Regions from separate parts of the Gossypium hirsutum genome. Here region 2 is linked to region 1. A link is a contact called in public Hi-C data. All regions are on one chromosome and are shown on one strand. Each heading gives the region's core, a stretch centred on a gene start, on an enhancer-like site or on the middle of the called end of the contact. The rest is flanking DNA. Distances are from core to core; before and after follow the strand shown. Region 1 holds the start of LOC107909883 (endoglucanase 6). Region 2 holds the start of LOC107909973 (probable WRKY transcription factor 41).

Region 1 (5,722 bases), core at 735-3,234:
GTATTCTTAATTGCACCTAAAAAAACATTTAAACTCTTAATGATGTTTAACTAGTATATTGAGTAACCTAAATCAATACTTCATTTAAAACTAAGAGTTTGTCAAAATTTGAGTGCATAACAATCTAACAAATTAGCTCTAATTGCCAGAAAAAAGAGACCAAATTGAAGTAAACTGTTTGTGGAATTGTATTAGTATAAGCTAACAATTTGTAGTCAAAGTATAACATATTTGAATAAAAGGAGTAACTAATTTAATTAGGCATCTCTTGCCTATTAGTTAGGAAAGCAAATTTGAATTCTGTGCTTGCGTTGCGCAACAATACTATCCAAAGATATTTTTGTAGGCCATAAAAGCAAAGTTGGTGGTACTGTTTCGGGCTGACTGTGTCCCATTCTTTACCAACAACAAAGCAAAGCAAGAGTTCCACTTATGGAAGATGGCCTATGCCTTCAATTTATAACCAACGTTAATGTTTTAACATGGATTTCGCCACGTCAAAGTGGGAACAAAATTGGTGGGGGGGGGGGCAGGTGTACTTAGGGAGGCTGATAAAAAACTAACTCACCCGGACAGCCGGTGACCGCGTTGCCTAGGTAGAACCATCAGAAGTCGTGATAGAACCGTTGTTAGCCGGTAATTGCGGAGGCTTGCCTCTTTGACTTACATACCGTACGTCTCCACTGTCCACATCTCTTGGTTTTTTAAAACCTTCTTATGATATTAAAATAAAAAACTCTTTTTTACTTTTATGAAAGGGCAAAAGGAAAAGCAAGATGACAAAAATATTTTCGGCAACCCAAAAAAAAGAAAAAGGTTAATTTCCGGCGGAGACCGTTGATTGCTGTTGGGAATTAAGCGCTCTCTTTTTGACCTTTTAAATAAAATAACCAAATGAAAATGGACATCTTGCACAGTTGATTTTACAAAGGATTGTCATATTGCCTACCGGATGCCGTCGGTGGACTCCTAATTTCAGAAGAGAAAATAAAATGGGGTTGTCGGGTTTGGCGAATCATAGTTACCATTATCAACAATTCCGGTTGATGCTGAGAAGTTCCCTCAATAATTAAAGCAATTATTCAAATTCCATGTCTTCTAAGCTTGTCAAAAAAAAAATTCAAATTCCCTCTAATATTTAGATTTTAATTCTACATCCAATCGTCATAAAAACCTCAACCCCCTTTTCTTTAGCTGGACAAAATAATGGCTTTTAGTTGAGAATTTAGGGTTACATTCAACCCCCTTCATCAATAATATATAACATTTACATTTATCCATTAATAATGCATCTTTTTCTTTATGCTTTTCACATCAATTCATTCTCCAAACATATGTAGATTTATGTGTGGTCAATAAATTATATCTTAAAATTTATTGTTTATGATAATAATTATAATTTTTTTAAAATTATATATATTATATATGATTTCTTTTATATTTTTAATCAATATAATATATATAATATTAAAAAAATAAAAGAGACATGTGGTATATTCTAATAGCATAACATGGCAAATCAATGTCTGATCAATTACCGTCAACAATTGGTCAATATCTACCAATGATCAATCAATACTCGTCAATGGTCGATCAACATCGACCACTGTGACATTTTTTTTCATTGATCAAAGTGGCCTAACAAATATTTTTAACCAACATTACAAAATAGATAAATAAAATTAAGTACAAAATTGAGAAAATGAATATATTTTAAGAGATTTAAGTTAATATTTAAAATAATCATATTTAATACAATTCAAAAAGAAAAAGAAAATAAAATGTCTAAAATAATTAGGGTTAGATATGTGCTATAATTGGCCTAATCAAGCAGTGTGGCAGCACCTGTAAAAGATGATCCAGGGTTTGCAATTTTCCCATACCTAATACGACAGGAGACGCAAACGGACAGGTCGCAGGCTGCAGAAGCCAGATGATTAATTTAAAAATAAAAATAAAAATAATTTGCATTAATTATGGGTGAACAAATTTCAAAACATAAACCAAGCAGCCAAGTTTTGCAAAATCCAATTATGTCCACCATTTGTGACCCAGGACAGGGTACCCTCCCACATGCGGTGCCCAACAGAGATTTAATGGAGTCGTAATAAACTTCATGCCTTAATTTCAGGGGCATTATTCCCAAGTTACAAACAATGTAAGTTTAGTGGAGTGGAGAAGGCATAAAAAGAAATTCTACAGAAGAGTAAAAATCAGAAATTAATTTTAATCATGTTTAGCAGCAGTTTCCCTGCCAAAAAGAACCATTAAATCCGCACCGACTCTACCCAGTGAAAGACTAAAAGCGCCAGGGACACCCACATGACTTTGTTCTTTCCCTTTCCCTCTCCTCCAATTATTATTAAAAACTACTTTCAATACCAATTTTTAACCTCTCTTGCTCTTCCTTCCCTCCACTCCACAATATATAGAGGCTTCAGCTCCTCTTCCAATTCCCAATCCCACTGCTCTTTCTCTCCTCACTTTCATTTCTATCACCTCTTTTAACTCATTCCATTTTTTTTTACCTTTCTCTCCAATTCCCAATCCCACTGCATTTTTTGTGTTCGATACCAAATGGGTTTCTCTTTTTAGTTTTAGAAACTTGAAGGAAACCCCACTCTGCAGAAAGAGATCTGTTTTTGTTTCAACTTGAAACTTGAATTGTGTCTTTTGATAAGTTTGAATGTACATGGAGAAGTTGATGAGGCTGATTGAAATGACTCCTTTACTTCTGCTGCTTTTTCTTCCTTCTGCTTTTGCTGGACATGACTATAACCAAGCTCTGAGCAAGAGCATTCTGTTCTTTGAAGCTCAGAGATCTGGTTACCTTCCTCATAACCAGAGAGTTACGTGGAGAGCCAATTCCGGCTTGAATGACGGCAAGGCCAGTGGGGTAAGTTAAAGTTCCACTCTCAACTTGAACTTGTTTTCTCGGTCAAAACGTCACTTTTGTTCTTTGACTTGCTTCATTTAGAATCGAAAATTATGGTATTTATGGTTGAAGTTGTTTTCCCAAATTCTCAAGGTGGATCTGGTTGGAGGGTACTACGATGCAGGGGACAATGTGAAGTTCGGACTGCCCATGGCATTCACCATAACAATGATGTCCTGGAGTATTATAGAGTACGGGAAACAAATGGGTGCCAATGGAGAGCTCGGCCATGCGATGGAAGCAGTCAAGTGAGGCACTGACTACCTCATTAAAGCTCATCCCGAACCTTATGTCCTTTATGGAGAGGTACTCTTCCCGACCTTCTTCCCTCGTGTTTCTTCCCATTCTTAACACTCCATTATTTTGTCACTAATATGTCCAAATCCCTTTTTCAAATCTCATACTTGATAGCAACACTTGGCTACTAATAAAATATTAGTTTGAATTTAATACTGCTAAAACTCAAAAGGACTCAATTAAAAAATAATTAATTTTGGTGAGATCCATTTTAGGTGGGCGATGGTAACAGTGACCACTACTGTTGGCAAAGACCAGAGGATATGACCACAAACCGTCATGCTTACAAGATAGACCCAAGCAACCCTGGGTCGGATCTGGCAGGTGAAACTGCCGCCGCCATGGCTGCCGCCTCAATCGTCTTCCGCCGTTCCAACCCTGCATATTCCACCGAGCTTCTTCGCCATGCCCACCAGGTATACATTTACGCAGTCTGTGTCTTCTCGCGTTGCTGGGACCATTGGATCCGCCGATGCCTGTTAGCTTACACTCTATACCTTTTTTTATCAGAAGATGATGGAAAAAATGGTTGTTATTGCGCACTCTTTTGTCGGCCTCAATTTCGCAACTTGGGGGGCCCAACCCTAGTTTTCATTTAATAAAAACAACCACCTCTGTCTACTTCTTTCTTCCACCAAAATACTACCACTGTTTTTGAGCCAGGAAAAATAAAAACCTTTTAACCCTTGTAGTAGCTATATTTTGGGTGAAACGGTGTCGTTCGCTAGATTCTTGTTAATGGTTCTAAATTGATCATGGGTGGAAGGGGTGGGTATAGTTAGATTCTATATCATTATCATCTCTATAAATTTGGCTTTAATTAAATTTTTTATTTTTTATTTTTTTAAAATCAAATAAATATTTATTATTTTCTATATTAAGCTTTTAAAAGTTTATATAAAAATAAAATAATATTTTTTTCTAATGGAACGGATTGACTCCAGTGGATTGATGTTCTAATTTTATGACTCCTTGTGATGAGAACGCTTAGCTTTGCTTTTGCCCCATCCATCACGGGTAATTAATCTTTTATGACCGTACAGATCTCTCGTACAAGCAGATCTTAACCGTCCATTTATACCCAGTCATTTCGTTTCTCACGTGCCAACCCTGTCGGTGCTCCTCCAGTTTAACTTACATCCCCAAATTACCCTTGCCTCTTTCCTCAAATTGCTTCACCTACCCTATCCATTCTCTTCAACAAAAATTTCAATAAATTTTACAATATAATTAATTTTAAGTTTTGTTTTTGTTTTCAGCTATTCGAATTTGCTGATAAATACAGAGGTAAATACGACAGCAGCATCACAGTTGCCCAAAAATACTACCGATCCATCAGTGGCTACAATGTAAGTTTTTCTAAATTTTATCAAAGCAATCAATTTGAGCAATTTATAGTTTTAATGGCAGAAAATAGCATGTTTACTGGTACGGTTTATTAATTAAGTTGGAATGTTATCGTGTAGGACGAGTTGTTGTGGGCCGCTGCGTGGCTGTACCAAGCTAGTAACAATGAGTACTACTTGAACTATCTTGGCAAAAATGGTGATTCTATGGGTGGAACAGGTTGGGCCATGACTGAGTTCGGTTGGGACGTCAAGTACGCTGGGGTTCAGACCCTTGTCGCCAAGGTATTATTTTCAATATCTGAATCTAGTACTTATTGGTTTCTTCAAGCTTCAAAATTTAACCTAGTAGTTTTCGTTTCCCTGTAGTTCTTAATGCAAGGCAAAGCTGGACTCCATGCACCGGTGTTTGAGAGGTACCACCAAAAGGCAGAGTACTTCATGTGCTCATTGATCGGGAAGGGTGGCCGTAATATTCAGAAGACTCCCGGGGGTTTGATTTTCCGACAGAGGTGGAATAATATGCAGTTCGTGACTAGTGCTTCGTTCTTGGCCACCGTGTACTCTGACTATCTCGCGTCCTCTAGGGGAAGCTTGAAGTGTGCTGCTGTCAATGTTGCACCATCCGAGCTTCTTTCTTTTGCAAAATCTCAAGTGATCACTCTTCTCTTCATGTATTCAAGTATTATTGAATGATGACCACTGACAAATTCAACCTTTATAACAAAATTTCTGATGTTTTTGCAATGTTGAATTATCAGGTGGATTACATTCTTGGAGACAATCCAAGAGCAACAAGTTACATGGTTGGTTATGGGAACAATTTCCCACGACAAGTTCACCACCGAGCTTCTTCAATTATTTCGTTCAAGGTTGACCCTAAATTCGTTGCGTGCCGACAAGGCTATGCCACTTGGTATTCAAGGAAAGCAAGTGATCCTAATGTCCTTACCGGTGCTATTGTCGGAGGACCTGATGCCTATGATAACTTTGCCGATGAAAGGGACAATTATGAGCAAACAGAGCCTGCTACCTACAACAATGCTCCTCTTCTTGGCATATTGGCTAGACTTGGTGGTGGTCATGGCGGTTATAATCAGCTCCTTCCTGGTATGTAAAAGCATTTATCTCCCTGTTGAAGTTA
Region 2 (6,272 bases), core at 3,420-5,919, 300 kb before region 1:
TACAATAATAGAGTCCTAATGGATTTAAATTCTATACATGTTTATCCTTTAGGATTTTTACAATAATTATCCTAGTAAAATACAATTTATTGGAGTGTTTCACTTTAACTAGGATTCAAGTAGATGGGCTTCTTCACAAGTTCCACGTATCAGGCCAATTCATATGGGTCAAATGAGCCTTATTTAATAAGTTGACCTCTATGGGTCATTCTGTGCGCAAAGGTCACGGGCTTTGATCCGTAGCCCATGACACTAGTACAGAGATAGGGATTGAACTGATTAACTCGCAAACCAGTACAAACCAGTTGAACCAAGTTAAAAAAAACCAATTGAATTGATTTTCACTATTGTTAGATATTCTTTTTATTTTATGAGTTTATAATAATTTATTTGATCAAACTAGATGAACTGATCAAACCAAGAACTAACAGCTTGATTGGTCTAACCATCTGTCTTGTTCTGAAGAAAGAAAAAGAAAATATTTATAAAAGATATAATAATATTTTTTTTCTCCTTTTTTTCATATGTCAATTTTTAATTGGTTATTTTTTTTTAAAATAACTCAACGGTTGAACTAACAGACGTACCAATTTGAAAATAAAATAGTTTAAGTATCACTGGTAACAAAAAAAATGTTTAGATACCAAAATGAGAAAAAAAATTTGAATAGTTTAAGTACTAATTTATGGGTTAAGCTCATTTTAAAATAGACATAAGGATTTGACTAACAGATGTACTAACTTGGAGAAAAAAGATAATTTAGATACTACTTGTGACCAAAAAAATTTTAAGTACCAAAATTGATATAATTTAAATATCCATTTGTGGGTTAACTCTTTACCGTTAATAATATATGTCATGTCTTTATATTATTGTTAATGATTCCAATTGTTAATAATATTTTCTTAAAAAAAAGTTGATTCAAAAATTTAAGTTTGAGAGTTAATGTTGTTCTTCATTCTATTTGATGGAAAAGCTAATCAGATTTTAAATTATACAACAGAACAAGAATTCATGTACCATAAAAGAGTCCAATAATGGTAAATTTTTTATTTCTTTGGGGGCATGCAAGGAAGGCCCTAAGAATCAGCCCATCTTACAACGTGGCAGATTGTTTGCATTAGAAACCCAAACCCCACAGATCAAAATTCTCTAATCCACAATACTATCATCATCATCATCATCATCTGCAAGAGGAGAAAAATCCAAACTTCAAAGCAAAAAGGGCTGAATCGAAGCTGTAGTAGTCTTGACAACATGAATCTCAGCTGTTTACAACCTTTGTTTAAACCACCCAATTATGTTGTCCCCGTTAGTTCAACAGTTCCAGGTTCTTGTCATTTCTTGCAAAACTACCAAGCAACAATTCCAAGCAGAGGTTCCTGGAGTTACAAGGATGGAATGTTTGTTAACAGGAAAGGAGGGATTGCGCGCGGGTGGTTGTTGCCAGTGGATCCATGGGCACCAAATATTGACTCACAAAGCATTGCTTCTCAACTCTTTGCAGTTTCTCTGTTCCCATATATTGGCTTCTTGTACTTCATCACCAAGTCTAAGTCTGCTCCCAAGCTCACCCTTTTTGGCTTCTACTTCTTGCTTGCCTTTGTGGGTGCCACCAGTGAGTTTCCTGGGATGTACCATTTTCTTTTCTCAATGCTACTTTAGTTTATGAGGTTGCTTTTATGTGGTGATTAATGTTCTAAGTTGCAAATTTTATGTGAAATTTTTTACTCTCTTTGCCATGAAATAAAGAAATTAGTTTGGGTAAAAAGAGTAGGAAAAAATTACACATTTTAGCATGGATGTAGACGGAGTGAAAAGATTATGAGTTAGTTTTTGTTGATGATTTTACATGAAACCTACTTTGTTGATAAATGCACTGGTGTTGAGATAACCATCATTTTAGCATATATACCTTTCAAGTTTCCTTAAATTGTCCAAGAGAAATGTTAGATATTCGAATTAAGTTGCTAGTGTTCTCGTATGTTTTTTGTGCTTTTTGAGAGTGAGAATTGATGGCTTCTCATAGCTAGGGCAGAGATTCATATTGTGACAATGAGGCATCTGCAATCTCGAAAATTCTGTTAGAATTGTAGAGAACTTGGTGTCTTTTTTTATCATTTTGAACCAGTGGCAGGCGAGCAGTTCGGTTCTAAGTCATCTATATATTCTACAATATGATTTCTTCTCAGTTATGTGGCTCTATATTTATTTCATCAACACTGATAATTGGTGTAGCACTTGTCATAGATGAGCAGCATGAAGTACACAAAATCTGCCCAAAGCAAACATAAAGGAAATGACTCGAATAGGGATATAGAGCAAAGAAAATGCGGCTTTATTCAATGTAGTTTTATACAATGTTCCTTACTTTGGATGGTTTTCGCCTGCATTTTGATTTTGCTATTGGTGGCTTTGTTTCAACTCTACTAATTTCCTTTACATTGTTCGTTTGCTGACTTTGTGTCTACTGAGCAGTCCCAGCCGGAATATACGGTAAGTTCCTGCTAATGATCAACAATTCCTTTAACAGTTAATGGTTTCTACATATTGATGCCAAATTATGACTTGGTCCATGTGGGGTTGAGACAGCAAAGGTGAAATACGGTACTTCCTTGTCTAATGTGGATTGGTTACATGGAGGGGCTGAATCACTTCTCACTTTAACCAACTTATTCATCGTCTTGGGGCTGAGACAAACTCTTAGGAAGACCAAGGATGCAAAAGAAGGCGCATCAAGCTCCGTTCAGGATGTGGAAAACCAGAAGAAACCTTACATATAGATTAACTATGATTTCAGTCGATCTCCTTGCCATTTCATTGTTAAAGTACCATGAGCTCTTCTCAATTCTGTTGGATGTTGCTTCTTGTCCTGCAGTTTTCTTATTTCAGGACTTGTGGTATATGATAATTTCTAGAGTGTTAACTTGTTACCATTTGCTTATGTATTCCATCGGCTATGTGTAAAGACAAGCAATGTAGGAATCGTTGGAATGTAGATTCTTTTTCCCTGTATATACTTATTTTATTCTTCTGAAATCCAGGATTTGTGAACTTTCACGGTATGTTGTTATGGACAACTTATTTGGATTATAAATGGCCATTGCTTAAAATACTACTTTGCTAATTGCAATGAAGTTGCAGTGAGTGTTAGAAGGACCTTTGCATTTTGGTGAAAATCTGCGCACTAGTATTATGGAATTTCGATAAGAACAAGTATCAAAACTTGTTATCTGAGGAAATTTCTCAAAACCAACATAGAATTGAAAGGGACATGTATTGTACAATAGTTCTTCGCAGAACACACGGCTCACCATGAACCTACTTTGGTTATTGGAACCCGAATTTGACATCTACCATTACTCTTATTCGATTGCGGAAAAGAGTTAGGAGAAAAATCCCGGTGTGTCAAATGGGAAATTCGGGTCCAACTCCACTTGGTCGAGCGAAAAATCCAAGTCCATAATTGGAGAATTGGTGGCCGAAGTGTTGGCTGAAACCAACTCGGTGAGATCAGATTTAGAATGCTGTGTGTTGAGCACCCCTTGGAAGTTGTTCATCTGGGAAACTGAAAAGTAGTTTAATTCTGGTGTATCGGGAGACATGAACGGCGATGAAAAGCTGCCGAAGATATTGTAGTAATCAAGTACTCCTGAAGGTGAAAAGCTATGGTTTTCGCTCTTTATACACCCAAATGATGTTGAAGCAAAAGAGAATGGGGGTGCCATCTCTTTATTGTCTAAGCCCTCAGTATTGACTCTTAGGCCTGCTCGAAACTCTGAGAGGGTATCTTGTGATTGCAATGGTTGGTAATTGGTATTATTAAGGCCGTTTGAGTTTGATTTATGTTGTTTTTCTGGGGATGGAACTGCGGGGTTGCCATTTGCACATGTATGAGTTCCTCTGTATGTGACCTCAAAGAGGATGGGATCTTCATCTGATCTCTGCACTTGCTTTGTAGCCCAGCAGTTTTGGGTGTTTCGATAGGTGCATCTGTAATAGCTTCTGCAAAAGTAAACATTCTATCATCAGGGTTTTGACTAATACAAAAGTCCAGCATTTTACAAGGGAAAAGGGTCATTCACCTAGGATATTTGGCTCCAAGGATATCCTTTTGCCCGTATTTTCTCCAACTGTAGCCATCATCATGAGGACCTTCCAGCAGGTTTTCAGAGCTCACTCTCACCTGATCCGTCCACCTAGGCATCATCTTTCTGCAAAACACAGTTCCAGGAATCATTTAGCATACTCAAATTTACAACTTCCAAAATTTGCAATAACATTCAAGAATTATTAACTTGTAGCTTGCAAATTCACCTCTTCTTTGAGACATCTCTGATATCCTGGTTATCCTTTTCTAAATCATCACTCCTGGGGCTGCCGTTGATGGTTAGAGGAGACTCTGGCACACAAGTTTTTCCTCCTACATTTTGTTGTGGCTGTTCCGTAGGCCTGCTCAGTTTCAAAATCAGAAGAGCTTTTTCATAGGAAGATAAGATCTTCTGTAGTAGCAAGTCCCTGGATTCAACAGAAGATGATGGTGCACCCAAATGCAACCTTAGCTGTTTTGCTAATTGCATTCCTTGAATCAGCTCGCTCACCAGTGTCCCCTGCTCCCACTTCCACATGTTCTCCATTTTTTTTTCCCCCTTTCTTCTTTCCTTCAACTGTAAGAAAATAGAGAGGGATTCCTTGTTTGGAACTTGGAAATACTAATTCATGACCTGCTATAGACCGGGTAAATTTGGTTATGAAGAAGAAAAAACTTTTCCAAGGATCACAAGCAGAAGCAGCCAAAGGGATTGAAATAGCCTAAATGGTGAAGAGCAAGAAGCAACAACCATGGAATTTGGCCTGAATGTTAAGTTTTGATTAAGTAACTAAAAGCTGGAAAATGTTTGAACTTGTCTATGCTGAGGTTTAAGCAAAGAGGGAGTAGGAGAGTGAAAGGTTTTGGGTTTGAATAAGAAATTGAAACTCTGGGGCTTTTAAAGGAACTTCATTGGAGTTTTGGGATTAGAAAAAATGGTTGTTGGAATAGAAAGTTTGAAGTTTGACCAAAAGAAACCGAGTTTTTCAGCATAGACAAGTCTTTGGTCATGATAAACTAGAAGTAAGATTAGTGGACTGAAGAGTGAGGTGAGGTCAAAACTCCAATTGCTGACCAAGTCTCCCTTCAATTTTACATCTAAAATATCCCAAGTGTAGTTAGGATCACAAATGGTTATAAACCAAGATGAGTTTAATAATAAAAATATATCCAAATCTAAACTAAAATAAATTTAATAAGATTAAAATTAATTATAGGATATGTTTATATTCAAAAATTATATTTAAATTAATTAATAAAATCATAATTATATCTAAGGTTAGTATTTGGTAGTGAACTTTTTTTGTATTCAGTAAGCGCAGTTTTAAAAAAAAATTTCTTGTGTTTTTTTAATATTTTAATATATTTTTATAGAACATTTGTGAACCTTTGATTGTGAAGTTTAAAAACTCTTGTACCAAATAATTTTCATTATATTTATGCTAAATTATAATTATAATTATTAAACTTATATTTATATTAAAAGTTAAATCATTAAAAATATTTATATAATAGTTATACTAAATAATAATATATATAATGAAATAATATTATATAAAATAATAATTAAATTAAATTTATATAAAAAGTAAATTGAAAAATACAATAATGAATAGAAGGTGATAAAACAATAATTATCTCACTTAACTGCAATCGTTGGAGCTAAAAGCTCCAGCCAAAATTTTTACCAGCAGTGAGACAGTCTCATTGGACTGGTGGTACGCCAAACATCATCAAAAATAGGTGCGTTCCAATGAAAACAGAAAACCTTCAAAAGTCAACGCACCAGAGCCAAAAGCTATGCCAGAGGAAGCAGACTTATTTAATTTAAATTCTGATATTTGTCCATGTATATATGTCTATACTTTAATTTAAATCCTTATATTTTGTAAATTTTAAAATTTCAATCCTTACTAAATTATAATTGTTAAATTTATTTAGTTAACATCTTTTATTTTCAAAATCTGATACGGCAAACATAGTGCCAATATGTATAGTGGCATGTTAACATGCTATTTTCACATATTACTCATTAAAAATATAATATTAAGGGATTAATGATTTTCATTTGTGTCAAGACCAAAATTTTTTAAATTTGAAAAGTATTAGAACTTAGAATAATTCAATTGGAGAATATAGATCAAATCTACAATTGTATGCATAGTACATAACTGATAATTGA

What was found. A called contact is a pair of places that touch in the nucleus more often than the background predicts.
Region 2: a Hi-C map of leaf shows a contact between it and region 1, with 2.9 times the contacts expected there. The contact joins the promoter of LOC107909973 here to the promoter of LOC107909883 in region 1. A contact is called at or near these places in 9 of 34 Hi-C or Micro-C datasets (hypocotyl, leaf and petal).

What each region holds. Positions count from the first base shown.
Region 1 is chrD08:42,645,815-42,651,536 of Gossypium_hirsutum_v2.1, reverse strand. LOC107909883 (endoglucanase 6) reads left to right here and starts at 1,984. Exons shown (of 9, transcript XM_041098169.1): 1 at 1,984-2,896; 2 at 3,029-3,241; 3 at 3,448-3,648; 4 at 4,492-4,581; 5 at 4,699-4,863; 6 at 4,948-5,232; 7 at 5,340-5,688. The coding sequence starts at 3,496.
Region 2 is chrD08:42,952,605-42,958,876 of Gossypium_hirsutum_v2.1, reverse strand. It overlaps LOC107909973 (probable WRKY transcription factor 41), which reads right to left and starts at 4,669. Exons shown (of 3, transcript NM_001327029.1): 1 at 4,318-4,669; 2 at 4,086-4,214; 3 at 3,339-4,005. The coding sequence starts at 4,637. The coding sequence ends at 3,387. It overlaps LOC107909980, which reads left to right and starts at 1,057. Exons shown (of 3, transcript XM_016837711.2): 1 at 1,057-1,618; 2 at 2,479-2,496; 3 at 2,593-3,065. The coding sequence starts at 1,258. The coding sequence ends at 2,783.